2 separate regions of the Mus musculus genome follow, and region 2 is linked to region 1. Evidence: chromatin contacts called from public Hi-C data. All regions are on one chromosome and are shown on one strand. Each heading gives the region's core, a stretch centred on a gene start, on an enhancer-like site or on the middle of the called end of the contact. The rest is flanking DNA. Distances are from core to core; before and after follow the strand shown. Region 1 overlaps Ptprf (protein tyrosine phosphatase, receptor type, F). Region 2 overlaps Cfap57 (cilia and flagella associated protein 57).

What was found. A called contact is a pair of places that touch in the nucleus more often than the background predicts.
Region 2: a Hi-C map of cerebral cortex shows a contact between it and region 1, with 3 times the contacts expected there. The contact joins two enhancer-like sites. A contact is called at or near these places in 1 of 15 datasets of contacts at CTCF or cohesin (stem cell-derived epiblast-like cells), 2 of 484 Hi-C or Micro-C datasets (cerebral cortex and reprogramming fibroblasts) and 1 of 9 other capture datasets (embryonic stem cells).

The regions. Positions count from the first base shown.
Region 1 is chr4:118,244,771-118,247,292 of GRCm38.p6, forward strand. All of the region lies in intron 7 of Ptprf (protein tyrosine phosphatase, receptor type, F), which reads right to left. Among named protein-coding and RNA genes, the nearest start is that of Gm40235, 11 kb to the right of the region's middle. Within about 2 kb of position 1,266, at least 55 of the 459 cell types and tissues checked have an H3K27ac peak or open chromatin away from gene starts, as enhancers often do. A contact at or near this core is called in cerebral cortex, where this site is marked.
Region 2 is chr4:118,570,369-118,572,890 of GRCm38.p6, forward strand. Cfap57 (cilia and flagella associated protein 57) reads right to left here. Exons shown (of 23, transcript NM_026789.5): 19 at 1,277-1,393. Among named protein-coding and RNA genes, the nearest start is that of Gm52677, 17 kb to the left of the region's middle. Within about 2 kb of position 1,268, at least 5 of the 459 cell types and tissues checked have an H3K27ac peak or open chromatin away from gene starts, as enhancers often do. A contact at or near this core is called in cerebral cortex, where this site is marked.

The DNA.
Region 1 (2,522 bases), core at 16-2,515:
GGGACAACTCACTCTAAATTAGCCTCCTCCTATTGCCTCCTGCAGTTCTGCCTTCTCTTAGTTCCGCAGACAACATAAGGGTGGGTGGGGAAATGGTAGAAGCTTCCCTGAACTCCTACATGCCAAGCATGTAGTTTAGTTTCTCTGACAGAGATCCCCATGACCATTCCTGAAACAGAGGGCTAGCCTGGTCTGGGTGCAAAGCTGAGTGCAGTTCTGTAGGGTACAGTTTTATGCCGTGCACCGTGCATGTGTGGCCACTCCAACAGCGGAGCCTGGCTAAGGGGACATGCAGACACACAGCGAATCAGGGTCAAGCAACAGGTACATGCAGGGCAGAAGGCCTGCCCACCCATCCCTGGTCCTGCCTGCCAGCCAGCCCAAACACCGAGAAGAGGCCAACTGGCGGGCAGGCGCGGCTGGAGCGAGCCTGAGGGAGCCGACCAAGCCCGCTGGTCCCAACTGACGGGCACAGTCGGTGGGCGAACTGTAGATGGATAAGAAGTGAAAACGACCAACCTTCTCGCTGATCTGAGAGATGAGAGTTTGGGTTGATGGCAGAGTGCGATGAGGATGAGAGGGAATAAAAAAAGACAAGGAGAAACACAGAGAGAGTAAAAACAGGCCAACCTCCATCTGCCCACACAGCACAGAGACAAGACAGGACTCCTGTGCCCCTCGCACACACACGTGCACACAGGTGCACACGGACCACGCCGCTCACAGAGGACTTAGGACTCATGGAGAGACACAGTGGACAGGGTAGGGCCCACCAGCAGTGCCAGGGACGATGAGGGCAGAGCAGGTAGGGGTAGAAGTGGGGCACGGGCTAGTCACCATGCCTCACACACCCTCACCGCTCAGACAGACCCTACCAGGCTCTGGGGTCAGGGTCCACCCAGCTCACAAACCCACCGAGGCACACAAGCCACTCCAGCCCCACCACTGTGAGGAAGCCCCATGCCTCGCCAACACCAGTGTGAGGAGCACGCCCGGATGCCTGTGGAAAGAAAGGCTAAGAGGAAATGTCCTCTAGTCATACAGCTGAGTCTCAGATGCCGGGTTCCTGAAGAGAACGGAGAGGCTGGTGATCTTGGTACAGGTAAGGCAAGCTTTGCCAAGGGCAGAGTTCTGCCTTTGGCCCGGGAAGCTGTATGCCTGAGAGCCGGAGGGGAGAGACGCCGTGGATGGAAGGAGAGAGTGAGTCACTCAGGGAGGGAGTCAGATGGTGATGGAGAAAGAGGCTGGTCCACCCAGCGTGCCTGGGCCTGCTAGACGGTGGGTGGAACTGCAGGCAACTGTGAATAAAGTCAGCTGTGACTGCACGATGTGTGTGCCCCAGCGCTAGCCCAACAGAGCCCAGACAGCTGACTCTCACGCGCCTCCTGTGCTCCTGGCAGCATGCGGGAAGCTCTGATGCCCATGCACTGCCCCATCGGTTGAAGCAGCCTACGGCCTCAGAGAGGCAGGGAGAGCCCCGACAGTCTGGGGAACAGAGGAAGGACGTGAGGAGGGAGGCTAAGTCTGAGAAGATGAGTCACTAGACAGAAGAACAAAGTTAGAGATGGAGACAGAAGCCCTCAGGAGGCAGCAATCCCGAGAAAGGGTATCCACAGGGGCAAACTGCCTCTGGGTGCCGGCGTCTGGAGAGAGTTGTGGCCATTTAGACTGGTCTTATTAAGTGCTGCTACTGGTTCCTGACTGGCTAGGGATGCTTCTAAATATCCTACTATGCGTAGAATGGCTCTCAACAGAGATGTATTCAGTCTAAAATGTCAACAGTGCGAAGGGTAAGAAACATCTGAGCTATAATTCATACTAGCCTGAATCAGGAGGCTTAAGGCCTGACAAGAGTTGGGGGACTTCCATCTCTGGGTGATAACAGGAACCATTATGGACTGAAATTGCTATATTGGGAGACAAAGAGTCCAGCAGATAGGCACTGGAGTGGGGCGGGGTTCTTCCATCCCTAGCCACCCACATACAGAGTTACAAATACAGAGCTGGTAGTTAGTACTACTACACAAGGTGGTCCCAGAGCACTCCTGGGGCTGATGGGGCTTTGCTAGGCACAAAAGGAAGCTGCAAACACTACAGGCCAGGGTCTCAGTGAGCAGGGCTTTCCTTACGGTACAGATCCGAGAATCAAAGGTCCCTCATAGATTTAGATGGGTTCTAGATATGAGGCAGGGCCTGGAGGGTGAGCTATAGAAGCCAGGTTGGCGACGTTAGGCTCTAGGCAGGAAGGGCTGAGCGTAAAATGGGTAAAGAAGCTCCCATGCCCTTGACCTCCCAAAGCTCTTCCAAGTGGATCTTATGCCACGAGGTGGGAGAAGGCAGGCTCCAGCTAGGGTCATGTCCAAGTCAATCATGTGTGGACAGCGGGGACTCTGCAGGTAGGGATGCTCCAAGGAGTGCCTTAGCAGCCACCTCAGTCCATTTCCAGAGATAACCATGGCCCCGCCGCTGGCCACAGCCAGCATGTCTGTGGGAGCTGGACAGGTGTGGTGCCTAGCTAGGAT
Region 2 (2,522 bases), core at 18-2,517, 330 kb after region 1:
TCTATCTCTTCATATTTTATGCAAAAGTTCAAATCACTCATCAGCCCTTTCAGCTTGCAAAGAGCGGGGCCACACCCTCTTCTCCTGTGTGGCTCCGCAGCTTTGGCAGCGTATGCTGCCAGTGTTTGATGTGGACAGTGGAAAAGTTCAGTCTGGTTTTGAAAAACATCTCAGTGGCCCGTGGAAAGAGTGCACAGCTGCATCCTAGCTCGGAGCCAGAGGACCAGGGTGTCCTACGCTGTTCAGAGGGAGAACTAGCTACAGGCACCCCGTGGGGGTTTCCTTCCCCTCTCATTTCACTGCCTGTATTGTTTTTATTTATAACACACACACACAAATGGAATGGACCAGGTGTGGTAGCACACATCTGTAACCACAGCCCTTGGGGAGGCAAAGACAGAGTTGGGAGTCCAAGGCAAGCCTGGGCTACACAGTCAGTTTCAGGCCAGCCTGGGCTACAGAGTGAGGTACTGTCTCAAAACATGTAGGGAGCCAGAGAGACGGCTCAGTGTGGAAGAGTGCTTGTTGTGCAAGCGTAATGAGGACCAGGGTTTAGAGTCTAGCATCCAGATAAAAGCTGGGTGGTTGTGGCCACACACACCTAAAACCCTAGCACTACACTGGGAAGTGGAGATGGGAGGGTCACTGGGGTCCCTGGTCAGCCAGTGTAGCTGAGGAAAGTGACAGCTCCAGGCTGAGTGACAGACACCTGACTTCCTCCTCTGACCTCTGCATGTGGGCATTGCGAGTGTGTGCGCGTGCGTACACACACACACACACACACACACACACACACGCATACGTGCACACACATCCATCCATACACTCACAGGAAGTAAACAAGACTGAGGTGGATGGTCTCTGAGGTTCTCCTAACATCAGCAATTTTGGGGTGGCCGAAGCTTTAACCACTAAGCACAAATGGCCTTTTAAATGATGTTCTTCTCCAGGTCAAACAGAGCCAAGGCTAAGGGTGCTCCTTCCTATAAAACCAGCACTCTGGCCCTCTCCTCCCTCCCTCCCTCCCTCCCTCCCTCCCTCCCTCCCTCCCTCCCTCCTTCCCTCCCTCCCCCCAAGCTATTCTATAGTCTCGGATGAATTTGAACATATACATTTGTGCAAGCCTGGAACCAGACAGGCCTGTGGGCAAGAGTGTGAGTTAAAATGGGAAGTGTTTCTTAGCAATGGCTGGCTCTGTCTCGAGGAGCCAGCTGCCCGTTGCGGGCAGGTGCCAGATCCTGAGTCCGCGCACTGCCAGACTCTGAAATCCTCGCACCTTCTGCTGCTCCTTGCGCATCTCCTGATCCGTAGCTCGCAGTTTCTGCAACAGTTCTGTGATGTTCAGCTCCAGTTGCGTGTTCTGTTTATGGAAACGCTCCAGCTCGGCTTCCATCTGTAGAGAACCAGGGGATGGAGGCATGAACGGGGAAGTCAGGAGGCAAAACTGCAACCTCCTGACAACCACAGTGCGATGTGTTGGGAGTGAGACCTTGCTCCTTGACACTTGCCCTCCTATAAGCACTGCTCTTGGCTGAGAGCATGCCCGCTCGGAGTCCTGCACCTGTCTGTGGCCAGGTCACAGAGTTTTCTTCTTAGTCACCTGCCCCTCCCTTAACTGTACAGATTTCTCTTTTCTTGTATTCTTTCTAATTCAGTCGACCTAGATCCCGGATTCTCAACTCCTGCTCAAGATAGGTCTCTCCAGAGAAATGCCTCCTTCACCCAGTTTGGAAGGATGTTTGAGTGGAGTCTGACCCTTGGGGTCCACAATCGTTCTAAACAGAAAGTTGAGGCTTGTTTCTAAAGTAGAGAGTTTTGAGGGACTGGAGTGGAATGTGAGCATCTTCAATCTAGGGCAGAAAGAAGAGACAAGATGGGGACAGACAGTCTGATCATCTAAGGGTCAAAGGAGTACAACCAAGAGCCATCCATCCCCTCTTCAAAGCGATGGCAGGAGATACCAGTGAGCGTCTGAAAGCCTCTCTCTCCCTTGTTAAATCTGTCTTACCCGGGGCACATCTAGTTCAGATGAGACTGGCTGTGGAGAAACCCAGTCCCCACTGAAAGCTTTAGGGGATGTTTGATGGACACCCCACATCTGATGGGCACTAGCACACCTGTGGTGCTTGCTATGGGGTTTTCAGGGGATCGGACAGTTCATTGTTTGATGTGTAGGGTGGAAGGCCCACCCTCATTCTATCATAATGTTTTTAGGTTCCTGTCTACCTCTGGAAGGTCTGGGAAGGTGAAAGAGACTGCCCCCATGTTCTGGACACAGAGGGACTCTTTTTTATTAATAGGAGGTATTTTGCTAGATGGAAAAGCCCTCTGAGGCGATGCCTGGCATCTGGATGGACTCTGTGAACATCTGATGAAGGCAGGAAGAGCAGGCGAGTGTGGTGGGCAGAAGTGGGGAGATTGAGAGTGGGAGGGGAAGTAGGAATTGCCTGCCTCTGGCAGACGTGTGGCAAGGTAAACGGGCCGTGTCTGCAGAGCTGTAGAGAGCCTCCGTGTACAGGGAA